2 separate regions of the Rattus norvegicus genome follow, and region 2 is linked to region 1. Evidence: chromatin contacts called from public Hi-C data. All regions are on one chromosome and are shown on one strand. The core of a region is the stretch at or near the end of the contact, and the rest is flanking DNA. Distances in the headings are between cores, read along the strand shown. Region 1 holds the start of Areg (amphiregulin). Region 2 overlaps Ereg (epiregulin).

The links. Hi-C and Micro-C count contacts between places; a contact is called where the count stands out from the background.
Region 2: a Hi-C map of the A7r5 cell line shows a contact between it and region 1, with 2.2 times the contacts expected there. The contact joins the enhancer-like site here to the promoter of Areg in region 1. A contact is called at or near these places in 2 of 12 Hi-C or Micro-C datasets (the A7r5 cell line and mammary epithelial cells).

Annotation. Positions count from the first base shown.
Region 1 is chr14:17,262,180-17,268,960 of GRCr8, reverse strand. Areg (amphiregulin) reads left to right here and starts at 3,320. Exons shown (of 6, transcript NM_017123.2): 1 at 3,320-3,558; 2 at 4,509-4,727. The coding sequence starts at 3,498.
Region 2 is chr14:17,315,984-17,322,764 of GRCr8, reverse strand. The region is part of intron 1 of Ereg (epiregulin); the gene reads left to right. Among named protein-coding and RNA genes, the nearest start is that of Ereg, 5.9 kb to the left of the region's middle. Within about 2 kb of position 3,839, at least 8 of the 93 cell types and tissues checked have an H3K27ac peak or open chromatin away from gene starts, as enhancers often do. A contact at or near this core is called in the A7r5 cell line, where this site is marked.

The DNA.
Region 1 (6,781 bases), core at 2,071-4,570:
TTCCCCACACATGCTTATATTCCAGAATGTATGACACATCACGGGCGCTGTGCGTGATGCTGGTATGACACCACGGGATGCTCTCTGATGCATCATAAAATGCCCCAAAAGTATACAAGGGAAGTAGGGTAAAGGTCACAGACCGACAATTCTGGAGGTGGTTAGTTTGCATGACACAGCCCTGTTTATCCTACTTGCTTGTGTATCTTCTGCCATGTATCTATTTAACAAAAGCCAGATGTTTTATTCCTGTTTTCAGAGGAGGAATTTGGGTCTTAAAATCCTATCTAATTTAACATGCAGTAGAATTTATGTATGAAAACTTAGACTCATTCCAAGAACCAAACTATTCTGTCCTGTGACTAGGTTATATAGCAGACATGTAAATGATCCCTTCCCGCATTTCAAATCAGAAATGACAAAGCAATTCTCATGGAAACAGCCAACTTTTACTTCAGTCAGAGAGCCAGTTGGTTCTGATGATGGGTATCCAAACCCTGTATAGATCCCAAGAGTAAGTAAGGGGCTGGAGAGATGGTTCAGTGCCTAAGAGCACTGTCTGTTCTTGCAGAAGACCCGTGTTCAACTCCCTCCACCCACGTGCAGCTCACAACTCTCTGTATTCCCAGTTCCAGGGGATTCAGTGCTCTCTTTCAACCTCTGTGGACACTAGGCACAAGGCACATATGTGGTGCACAAATAGACATGCAGACAAAACACCCCTTCACAGAAAATAAAGTAATAATCCATTCAAGATAAAGGACACTTAAGAAAATAGGAAATAAAGATCTGGCTGCATTCTAAGCACAGTCAAGTTATTTATTGTGCCTTGTAAATGAACGCGATATTCATTGGCTAATTGAGAAGTTAAAATTTTGGTTAAAAAGAGTATAAGAACCACGAGGAGAATGGAACATAATAGGACAGAACAGAGCTAGGACAACGATAACAAAAATGAAACCCATGAGACTAGGAATGTATGTAGTAGCCCTATAAGCAGACTGTCTGAGCTCTGTAGGCCTGACTACGAGTGGGAGAGGAAGAGGAAAGAGGAGGAGGAGGGGAAGGAGGCGGGGGGGGGGGGAGAAGGAAAAGGAGGGGAGGAGGAAGAGGAAGAAGAGGAAAGGGGAGAGGGAGAAGAGGGGGAGGAGGAGGAAGAGGAGGGGGAGGAGGGGGAGGAGGAGGAGGGGGAGGAGGAGGGGGAGGACGACTGAACAGATAGGGTCCCATTCCACCCAAGAATGGATGGGGGAGCATATTTGTTTTCATGCCTATTCCTGGCCACCCTAAATTGCATCTTCTTTCTACCCAAACTTCCTGCTCAGAAGGCCTCCCTGAGCCCCACTCCTCCCCCGCCCCCAGCTGTCTGTAATACCTACAGGCCAAATTAAACTGTAGCCTCCTTTCCCAGGGCACTATGAATCAATCCCTCTTATCTGATTTAGTAGAATTACTTAATCATATGTGGCCCTCATTATTGGGCTCTTAACAAACAAAGAGCTGCTCACTACATCTCGGTCTGGGTGATTCCCCCACAAAAGTAAAATGCAGTTTACATAAAATACCCCTTCATCAAACACTGAATAGAAGTGAAGGCATCGTCCAGAAATTTTGTGTGTTTCTGCCCCAAAGCCTGTGTTTTTGTTTCAAGAGTTTAAAACGTTTCTCAGAATTAGGACTAACACACGGAGACCAATATTCCTGAAAAGCCTGGCTGGGGGGGGGGCAATCAGGTTGGGGGTGGGGGTGGTAGGGTGGGTGATATCATGTGTATCTCCAGATCAGGAAAAGAGTTTAGTGACAGTGTACCTTGTTTTCATTAAGCCAAGGGAAATCCATTTCTGAGCTGCTAGGGCATGAAAGTTTGATGAACTAACTGCCCTCTCTTCCGTTGTATCCTAGTTAAATAAGCTCCTGACACACACACACACTCTATCCCATAGCCGTGGGTTGATTTTTGGTTTTTCTTTTCTTTTCTTTTCCTTCCCTTCCCCTCCCTTCTCTTCCCTCCCTTCCCTTCCCTTCCCTTTCTTTTTCTCCCTCCCTCCCTCCCTCCCTTCTTTCTTTCTCTCTCTCTCTCTCTCTCTCTCTCTCTCTCTCTCTCTCTCTCTCTCTCTTTCTTTCTTTCTTTCTTTCTTTCTTTCTTTCTTTCTGCCAGTCTTTCTGCTAGCCCAAATGGTCCTCAAACTTGCTCCTTACTCTGGAAGTCAAGATCCTCTAGCCAGAGTACTGGAGTCACTGATGTGTCCTCATTAGGGCTCCCTCTTAGGCTGGAAACCCGGCCTCGCTGGATTCTTCTAATTTGAACAGCAGACGCCCCGCCCACCTAAATTATCTTGACCCTTTGCCTTTCTATGAAACTTTCTTCTGCCCAGCAACCCTCTTCATAAAGGTCAGTTTAGCCCTCTATCTCTATCAGAGCAGAGGCCAGAGGCAGATTTCAGAGACAAATTAATTTGAATAAAATCTACACGGCATGCGAGTTTGTCTCCTGTGTTAATTCATTCTTTCTGTCTTTCACACCTGTCTTTTATTGGCTTGTAAACTGGGGAGGGGCGGGGGGGGCGGAGCATACTTACCCCCAGCAGTGTATTATTGGTCTCCAGTGTATTATTGGGAGAAGCCCAGGTTGACTTCTCCCTGAAAACTGTCCTTCAGTCTCCTAAGTGCCACTGTCCAGCCATGTCCAGGTAAAATCTCAAGTGTTTAATTCGACACTAGTAAAAAGAGCAGCCAAGACTGCAGAGAGGAAGACCCCAGGGAGGGTGTCTGATTGATAACGGGGTCAGTAGGAGTCCTTTAGCGTCCAGGTGGGGAAAAACCGGGTCAGGGACTTGAAAAGGGGGTTTGATTGATATCCACACCGTTTGAAGTCCTTTAGAGCCCAGGTGGGAAAAGGACCCCAGACTGCCCACAAACCCAAACAGCTTCTCTTGTGGAGTCGCTGTCTCTTCCCAGTTAAGTAGCTTCCTTTATCCTCCTCAAGTCTTCTGGCTACATCACTTAGCCACAGTTGTTCTTAAAGCTCTACGTCCTAACATGGAACTTTGGTACTTCATCTCCCGGATATATATATATATATATATATATTGAACACTCCAACTTAGAACACAACACGAGTGGGAAACTTTCCCTCCGCGTTAACAGGTAACAGGGCTCGATCCCCACTTCCTCCCGGATCAGCTGAGTTTTGGGGTAATAACCTCCCGCCTCCACCCAGGAGAGGCGTGACGTCACGGGCGGTGGTTCCCGCGGGTCTATAAAGTGCTCACCGCACCCTCCGCCAAGTTCGCTCTGCTCCTTCCTGACTCGCGGCCGCTGCCCTGTCATTTTGAGCCGAGCCCTAGGCGCTGGCAGCTCCAGCCTCCTGGAGCCCGGCGGGGCTGGGCTTCCCCGCGCCGGTGCTCGCCCGTTGCTTCGCGGTTCCGCTGTTCCGGCCGCCGGGAGCCGCTGTCGTGTTGCCGCAGAGACCCCGACGCCGCCGGGCCGCGGAACCAATGAGAACTCCGTCGCTTTCGCTGGCGCTCTCAGTGCTGTCGCTGCTGGTCTTAGGCTCAGGTGAGCACCCCGTGCCTGCAGCAGCCTCCAGGGTTGTCGCTCCTTGAATGCTGCTGCCTCTTGATGCCCCCAAATTTATCTGACCGGGGAACGGATTCCCTTAGCTCGCACCCCTGAAACCGCTCACGCTAGAAGGGCAGACCCGAGTGAGTCTCTAGCATGACCCAAGGACCAGCTGATGGAGACCTAAGAGGTCATTTTGGTCCTCCCTTTCCCTTGATAACTGAGGAAATCCAGGTCCAGGCAGGTGAAGTAATTTCCACAAAGGTAGTTAATCCTGGAGGATTTGAAGGAGGGTTCTTTGCCTTCTGTTTCCATTCCTCCGCCTAGTGATTTTATTTTTACCTTCCTAAAGCACCGCTGGCAACGCTGTTTTGATATTAAAAACAAAAATCAAAATGAAATCAAGGGCTGGAACTCAGGACTCCCCAAAGGGTTTGCGGGGTGCTGAACTTTTTCTCTATGTGGTAATAATAATAATAATGTCTTTACACTGAAAACCCTGTCACTGTTGGCACTGCTTTTCGCATCTCAGGCACAGATTCCACCGCTGTAAACAAGCGTTAAAATGTATCAGTACCCGCTACAACCAGGCAGGAAAGCTTTGGAACAATCGCACCCAAGTTAGACCTGAAGGGAGAGGTACTTACTGGCAGGACTTATTAAATTGTGGACATTATGTAGGCTAACTGTGGAAAAGAAAACCCAGATAAAAGAAACTCTGTAATTGGGCAGCTGAGTTTGCTTCTTGGCTGACTGTGAAGTTGCTTTTACGAGTGACTCAGTCGAGGGAAAACAAAACAAAACAAAACAAAACAAAACAAAAAACCAAACACCCAATAGCACACAGGCAGTAGCTGCTTTAATATGAGGAGACACACGTCTACACAGCAGGGGTCCCTTAGTGAGCCAAAAGCACCAGACTCATCTTCTTCTCTCCGCCCCTGCAGGCCATTATGCAGCTGGGTTGGAACTCAATGGCACCAGCTCTGGGAAAGGAGAACCGTCCTCTGGGGACCACAGTGCTGGTGGACTTGTGGTTTCTGAGGTCTCTACCATAAGCGAAATGCCTTCTGGCAGTGAACTCTCCACAGGGGACTATGACTACTCGGAGGAGTATGATAACGAACCACAAATATCCGGCTATATTGTGGACGACTCAGTCAGAGGTGAGTGGAGGACACTAGGAAAGTGTTGTCTGGGAGATGTGGTTTTTTACCTCAGCAAAGTGGCTTCAGAAGGAAGGCGGCTAGGCTTTCCTAAGGGATTTGAAGGCAGGCGTGGCTGCTGCACATCCTCTGAAGAGCTATGTGGAGGTTGCACCCTGTAGGTCCAAGACATTCATGAAGATCTCCTGTTGCATGCTTGATGTTTGCAACTCTGGGAAGTAAGCAGAACGGCGCTCATTTTACACACTAACTGAAGCTCAGGGAGGTTGTGCGCTCCCCGGGAGCAAGCAGCTGAGTCAGAATCAGAACCCCAGTCTGCTTGATTCCGGGGACTAGCATCTTTCCCAGTATGCCACATGACCTCCATTCTGGAAGCATCGGTTAGTCATTGACCATTCCTGAGGCCCTTGTGCCTCAGCAGGTGCGTCCCCTCCTCCACACTGCCTGTCTTCAAATAACTGCACAACTAACTAACTAACTAACTAACTAATAACTGCATAACTAACACAAATAAGGGAACAGAAAGAATAAGGACGGAACTCTAGGGATGTTAAAGATGTATGTGTGTATTGTATTTTTAGCTAAACTACTGATCCTGTTTTCTTTTTCCTTTTGCTCTTATTAGACAGATTTTATTTTTTTTAAAAGAAAAAATAACCTTTCTTTCAAATGAGAGGGATAGACTCACTATCCTCGTTTTACTTTGCCGTTTGGGGCGGAGAAGAGGCCATTGATAAGTCAGATCTAAGCATCTACCTTGGAGGCAGGGCAAGGTGATTTCAGAGTTCCTTAAGGTCCCTAAAACTTTCCTAGCAGCTTTCCTGACTCCTCCTCCTCCTCCTCCTCCACCGGAGTTTCCCAGAGCTGAGGAGGAATGAGGGACAAGGACTGAAACAGGGTAACTCGGGGGAGGGGTACACTTCAGTGAGCAGTCTACGCCAGTGCCGGGCTCCTCAATTATCTTGTTCATTTTTGCTTAGTTTTTGTTTTTAATGTTTCAATATTTGTAATAGGACAGGGGAATAGGTCGGACCAGGAGGGCATCCACCAGCTTGTTAAAGACGTGTTACATTATTAACAGTTCTGGAGGCCAACTTCTGGAGCAGGCAGGCGGCTGCTACTGAGAATTGCAGTGAAGTGTGTACAGCCGAGACTGTTGGTTGCTCTCCTTTAAAAGGCTGTTTGCTTGAATACCCAGGGGTGTGTTGTCTGCTGCAACCCTTCAGCACAGTGACTATTATTTGGCTTGGACTTCTAATCTACCTGATAAAGTGTAGCGATAATGCGTTTAAGACAATTCTCCCAGAGGGCTTCCTCTCACTTGCACTTTATAATGATCAAAAGAAAGTTTCTGTATAAACAATGCATGGCTACCTATTTAACATTCCTTCTAATTTAACTTTTGTTAATTCACTTAAAGTAAACCCCTAGAACATTCCTAATATTTATCATTTTCTTAAGACAGGGAGGCTCTGTCTTCGACACCCCCATGAGCCTTCCATTAGTATGTCTCTCCTGTTCTGTGTGACTTGATGGGTGCTTGTAAAATCTTTGGGACTAGTGGTGTTTTCTCTTCCTGCTGTTCTCTGTTTGCTAAATACTTCGTCACACACTCCTAGTCCAGGATCAGCACAACAAAATGCACCTTCCCCTGCCCCTTTTTCGTGTAATTAGCCACTCCTTTCATAGTCCAAAGACTCCAGATCTGATAAATTGAGGTGACAATCCATCTGAGGCATCAGGACCAAAATTTCTACGCCATTTTAAATAGATCGAACATGACACTGAGCCCACCCCCAGAGGTATCTGTTGTTATTATTATTTTTTATAATAAATATTTTCCAGCTTACTCCACCCTCATGCAGTGCCCGCTAACTCCCAACCTAAGACAGTGAGCCTGAAACCTGTGTAGGCGAGGAAAATCAGATTTGCCTCACACCACATCTCAACGGCATTGTCCTTCTTCGAGGGACAATCATGGAATGGAAAAACACACAAACAAAACAGGCTTAAACGTGTCAGCACTGTGGGTTCCAGCCGCTTCTCCTAGGGTG
Region 2 (6,781 bases), core at 2,590-5,089, 53 kb before region 1:
CCGGATTTTGACCCAGGTACCCCAGGTGCCTTTTGCATTGTCTTACCAGGTGAGCAACTTAGATGTCTGGTTCAGTACTGGATCCAAATCCAGGAGGTGAGACAAGAAGTAGATGTTACCAAATGCTTGCTGTGGGCTACTCCCATGTTGTGTTAGGCATCTTAAACCCTATCACCTCATTTTATCCTTAAATAATCACTGGAGGAAGACAGATATAATGGTGTGCTTTTGGTCAATGCAGACATGAAGACTCAGCGATATTGAGTACCTTACAAAGACTAGGAGACTGGGGGCAAAACGCAAAGTTCAAGGTCATTCTTTAGCAGGTGTCACGGGCCCAAAGGCTAATAGGGGGTCAAAATAACATGTTCTAATACAGAAACTCCAGAGTTAACTAAGGCTGTCCTGGGACTTGGAACCTGTTCTAAGTGGGCTCACTTCTGACGCCAAACCAAGCAGAGAAAACAATCTATCCTTCCAACCTGGGCTAAAATAGTTGACTTTTTTTTTTTTTACATAACATTCATATTATGTATGTATGTATGTATGTATGTATGTTTGTATGATGTGTATGTGCACACAAGCTTGCGTGTCAATAGCTTCCATATTGCATATTTATAATTTATGATTTTGACCAAAAAGGTTTATTTTTATTTTTATTCATATAGAACTTAGATATGAGCTTCATTATGAAGTAGTCATCGAAGCTGGCTGGGTCTTTTCTTTCTCTTATCTTCCAAAATATATACCAACTAAGACAGTAAGGAAGAGAGTATCTTTGTTTTTATCCCTTGTGTCTTTATGTAATTGTCAATTTTTTTGTCCTTTTTACGAATCTTCTATTTTCTGAGAAGAGAGGCAGAAGTGAGGGATCCTTTCTAAAGAGACTATAAATGGAGGTGTGGCTTCCTCATTTGCACTATAAATGTAGGCTTATGCAAATTGTCTATTAATGTGGCTAAAATTGCTGTTGGGAACATTCCAGTGGTAGACAATGGGAAGGCTCCCCAAAGCTGTGACAGGCAAGAACCTTTGAGAGGAGCCACCTGACAACCTTGGTATGCCAACGCAATCCTGGGATGTCTTTTAAAAAACGAGGTAATGCAACAGACTCAGTGTCCTCTGGCGATACTGTTTGTGTAAGTCTGGGTGTCTGGCTAGAGAACAGATAAAGGTTCAGTTGCATTCTAGGTTAAAGTAAAGATTTAACGAACTAGCATGCTATTTCTAATGCTCAAGATCATTTAACCTCTTAGGTCAAAATCACGAATTATAAATATGAGATATGGAAGTTACTGTCACACAGGCTTGTGTCTACACACATTTATCATGCCACCATTAATCTACCTGTACCTCTGGTGCTGTTCTAGTCATACCTTAGAGTAAGTCTGTACCCAAGCAGGGTTAGTGGGGACGTAAGGAAGTAACAGGTTATGTTAGATATCCGTGTTAGCTGGATTCATAACTCAACAGACATGGTGAGTGAGCATTGTAGGGTGTTTAGCAGCAAATCAGGATTCTACCCACTAGATGTCAGTAGTAACCCCTACTGTGGCAATCAGAACCCCCTCCAGACCTTGTCGAATACCCTTGGTTGATAAAATTGGCCCTGGTTGAGAAGCACTGATCGAACATAGGCTTTTATTGTCTCCCATAATTCACAGGTTGAACTACCAAGTTGCTCATACGTCTAGGAGTCTGGGTACTACTTCTAGTGTTTTAAAAGTCATCTTTGGGGGTTCCATGATCGAATGCTTGCTTAACATAAGCAAAGTCCTGTAATGTCAGCATCACAATGCCTATCAGCTCAGCAATGCTTGTCGCTGGTCTTAGCAGAACTTGGGTCCTGTGAATCCTTTCTTCAGACATTGCACAGCTGGCCCCCCAGCTCCTGTTATACCCCTCTGCCCATTCACAATACTAAACATATCCCTTCCCTTCCATTTATTTTCCTTGGTTATTTCTGTCTATCTTTCTAATAACAGTTCCTCACATTTCTCTTTCTCATTCCATACTATTTCCTTGGAATAGGTAAATGGCTCCATTATATACAATAAAATCTTCCTCGATCTTCAAATGGGCTTCACTAGCTCCTTCCAGACTCTATGCATGCATAAAGGTGATGTAGGACCTTCAGATTGGAATCCAATCACTCACTAAGTCTTCTCTTTATGCCTTCCCTCACAAATGCCTCAAAGGGGCTGTCCTGCTTGCTTCCTGCACATGCACGGGTACTGTGACCTTGGTATGGTTTGATTGAATACTTACCGTTCTTCATATAGTCTGCTTTCTTCATCCTCACTCTAGTTATAGAACGTCACGGGATCTCTGAAGGACAGGAATTATGTCTCTTCTTTCTTCCATCATGTTCAGAGCCTCACAAATAAAAAGTGCTCAATAGATATGTATTGGATCAATATTTCATTAAGGTAACCAACTAGAAAGAGGCATGAGATGAGCTGACTTCCTCCTCTTCTAGCTAAACCCTTCCTGTGTATGTGCCTCTCACTGAAGTCTAACTCTTCAAGGCAAGGCAAGTCTATATACTCAAAACGACATCTTCGTGAAGGAGGAGTCTTGAGTACCTCTCGATATGTGCTCCATAGTATGTAACTGCTCGGGGTGAAAATGAATTACCTTCAAGATTTTTAAAACCACCCACTCATAACAATATACTTGCACACGCCTGTATTTCCAGGAATAGTTAGACTGAGAGAGGAAGTTTGAAAATCTGAGACTGTCTTCAGCTATATGGCGAGAACATGTCGTTTAAAACAGTGTCAAAGGGTGTTTAAATGACATCATTTTCTTGCATGTGTGCCTGTGCGTGTTCACTGGTTAAAACTTTTTCCTTGTGAAAAGATTTCATATTTGGCCTCCAGCATGTACAGTGAAAGTGAATTGGTTAGCATGCTGCTAGAAATGTCATGAAATAGTCAAAGCTTCAGTCACCACCATGACTACAGCCATCACCATGACTACAGCCATCACCATGACTACAGCCATCACCATGACTACAGCCATCACCATGACTACAGCCATCACCATGACTACAGTAAAAAGACACCAAAGGACAACCATATCTTATGTATAAGAATATACACACATTTTCTCTGAAATACAGACTGTTACCAGACAGGACAGAAAGTAGACCTTTTCATGATGTGATTTGAGAGAGTCACTGGTGCAATCTCACATTTTAATATTATTGTATACAATTCCATCTGCACAATATTCTGCTGGCAGATAACATATGAGTAGAATTTTCCCTTCACTTTTTCTAAGTGCACAGGATCTAATGGATGTACTGTTATCAAAAAATTTTGTAGTCCCACCTCAGAAGAAGAAGATGGCAAACCAAAAACCTCCTGGGGACAGGCCAGCTGCTGTGACACTGGAAAAGATTCATAGCAGATGTGCCTACCTGTTTGGCCAGGCAAATATTACTCTTCTGGTCTAAATATTCTGAAAGATTTTATTGGGAAAAGAAGGTGAACACCTCTCATTCACTTGCATCCTTTATTTTAGACAATTTTTATTTTCTTGATGGTTTTCTAAAGAAGCTTTCTCTGCCTGGTTTGGGAACCTTTTGCTGACTGGCTCTTCTCTTCGGTCACAGAATCCCGGTTTCCTCTCCATTGGTCTTCTCTTTCCTCACTAGGAAGCAGGTCAGAAGAAACTGTAGGCAATGAGGGCATTTTGTATTTCAGATATTCTGCCTACCTGTTGGGCAAACAGGTCCTAGCACTCCAGGGCCCATGGCTGTAGCTGTCAGGGCTATCCCCATTCCGGTGACAGCACTCAGGCTCTCCCACGCACATGCACAGTCCCCATCCTTGCCTAAGGCTGTAGGTTGGGCCCTGACTCATGGCAAAGAGGCGAATTGCATCCTGTGAGTCAGTGGATCCATTTCCTGCTGGTGTATTTGAGATTTCCCTGAAATGCAGTCTCCCAAAGGTGAAGGGGGAGATCAATTGAGAAGACCAAATTCCTAAACCCACTTGGAGCTATGACCCTTTTAAAGTCTTAAAGTGGTTTTGCTCTTTGCTTTACATGATGAAGTTGAACTTCTAAGCACCAGTTGTGTGTCTATCTATGCCACGTTGCATGGACTTCATCAGGATCTTACATTTTGTCATAGACGTGATTCAAAATGTTTAACCTTGTGAATGACTTTAATAGCAGGAATCCACTGTAAGGAACAAAAGCCTTAAGTAAGATATTTGCAATTGAACCATAGATTGTTGTACACAAACCCACTAAAATTATTAAGAACATAAGACTAAGGAACCATGTGGATATGACACTGGGTCTTATTCCTTCCTTGTATAACTTTAAAATAATGACTACTGGGCTGTGATTGTGGCTAATGACAGAATACTTGTCTAGCATGGGCAATGCTCTCAATCTAGTCCTCAACACTGGGATGTTAAGTTGGGATGTGGCTGTCACAGGCCTCTGTGCATGGGCTTTTCAATCTCCGGATCGCCACATTTATTCCTCTATTCAACTTTTGAAAGTCTTGTGTTAGGCATAGCTAGAGACCAGCAAGGACTCCTGTTCTAAATCTGACCTCTGTATACAAAGATAGATGATTTAGACCCATTTTTTTTGCCATCCACTGGCATGATTTCACACTTTCATGTGATTATTTACAATTTCATCTGTAAACTATTTTGCTGGTGGATTACCACACCAAGTCTCACAGAAACTGTTGAACCAATGAACTGTCTCTGCACAAGCACCGCAGGCCAGACCAGTGTTCCAGGAGGTGCACACCCTAGGCTAATATTCTGCAACCCACAAAGACAAATATTTCACCTGCGGCTCAAGGATTCGAAGCTTATAATAGAAGATGAACTAGTAACTTATGAAAAGCCTTAATTAACGACATCAGAACAGTCAACAGCACTGGTTGGGATCAATTGCAGCCCCCAACAGGGTAACAGTTGAAGCAATCTTAAGCAGGAAATGCTCATCTTGACATCAGTACCTCTTCTTGCCTGTGTGACTTCTAAACAAAGGATGATGCGCTTGGACAGAGAGACTGGTATCCCAATCTTCGCCCTCCCCACTCCCACAGACAATGGTAGTTTCCTGGATTGAGAACTGAATTTTCTCCTCCAGGGATTACAAGGAAAAGTGGAGGGGGAGGGTGTTAAGGATGAAATCATGGACAGTCATAAGCCCAGTCTGTGCTGAGAAGACTGTCTAGGTGAAAGGGCTTAATTCTTCAGTACAGTGCACAGTAAAACTCTATCAAGAAATGGAGCAAAACTAACATGGTTGAGAGTCCATCTCCTTCTCCGACCCACACACCTCATTCCTCACCTATGTGAAAACAGTTGTCATCTCTGTTGACTGACAGTACAGAGACTCTGGTCCTTCCTTCCTCCCTCCCTTCCTTCCTTCCTTTCTTTTTTTCTTTCTTTTTTTTTTGTTTTTTTCAGTCATTTAAGAAAGATTAATTTTGGTCTATCAAAGCAATGCACGTTGACTAGAGAAGCCTGACTAGGGAGCAGATTCTTCTAGAACAGTCGTTCTCAACCTGTGGGGTCTTGACTTGTTTGGAGGGCACATGACGCTTTCACAGGGTCGCCTCATATCAGCTATCTGCATGTCAGATATTTATATTATGATTCATAAAACTAGCAACATTACAGTTATGAAGTACCAGCAAACATAATTTTATGGTTGGCGTCACCACAACACAAGGAACTGTATTAAAGGGGTACAGCATTAGGATGATAGAGAACCACTGATTTAGAGCTTTCAGTGTTTTCAAACCAACGGAAGGATATAAAACTGGATCTTTAGGTCTTGTCTTCTGTGGTCACTCAATAAGACATTTAATTTGCACACACTGGACTCATTTGGGGTGTGCTTGTCTTTATTGTGAATGGCATTGTTGGGTCAAGTTTGAAACATAGTGTAGGTGGTAGGAACCATGAGGTTGGACTTGAAGTCGATCTGTGTCTTGATGTTTAGAACACCCTCGTGTTGATTAATAAGGTCAAAGTTCCCCTAATTGAGAAGAAAAATCACTTTTTCCCAATATGGATTAAATGGTGCATTCAAATGCCAAATTATAGAGATTTATACTCTTACTATAAACCAGTAGAGGGCACTACCTGGATAGTTCAAACTACAGGCTACAGATTGACTGTCTGGAATATTTATGGGAAGCTCTGCTAAGTTTGGCATTTCTGGGGGGAAAATCCATTTCAGTCTCCCTAAAAGTCTGTAAGAACAATTGGGAGTTGGGGAAAAGAGTCACTGTGTCCAAGTAACATAGCTTAGGTTTTCTCATGCCGTTCTCGTTCTCACTTCCCCATTCCTTCCAAGCTGATGTAAATAATACTCTGCTTTAGCTTCCGTAGTGTGCTCCAAGCAGTATTCATCACAGTCGAGTATTACGATCCATTTCCAAGTTCCGTCCTGGGGTCCATTTGACGTGCATCTCCAGGAAGTTGCTTAAACTCCTTATGCTCAGTTCTTGTACATCTGATGGAGTAAATAGTTTCTTCCTTAGCATCTTTGAAAGCATAAAGTGAGATAGCACAGATCAAATGAGCAGAACTGTATCTCCACACAGTACACATTTGAGGCCAGCCAGTTGTGCCTGTTACTACTACTACTAGCACAACTATTGACTACATAATAGTAATTCCTACAGAGCAGAAAAAAGACTGGTGTTCAAAATACACAAAGATGAAACAAGAGAGGCAAAATCCTCTTGTGTAAATATGTATAGAATTAGAGGGCTCTTCTTATCATGTTT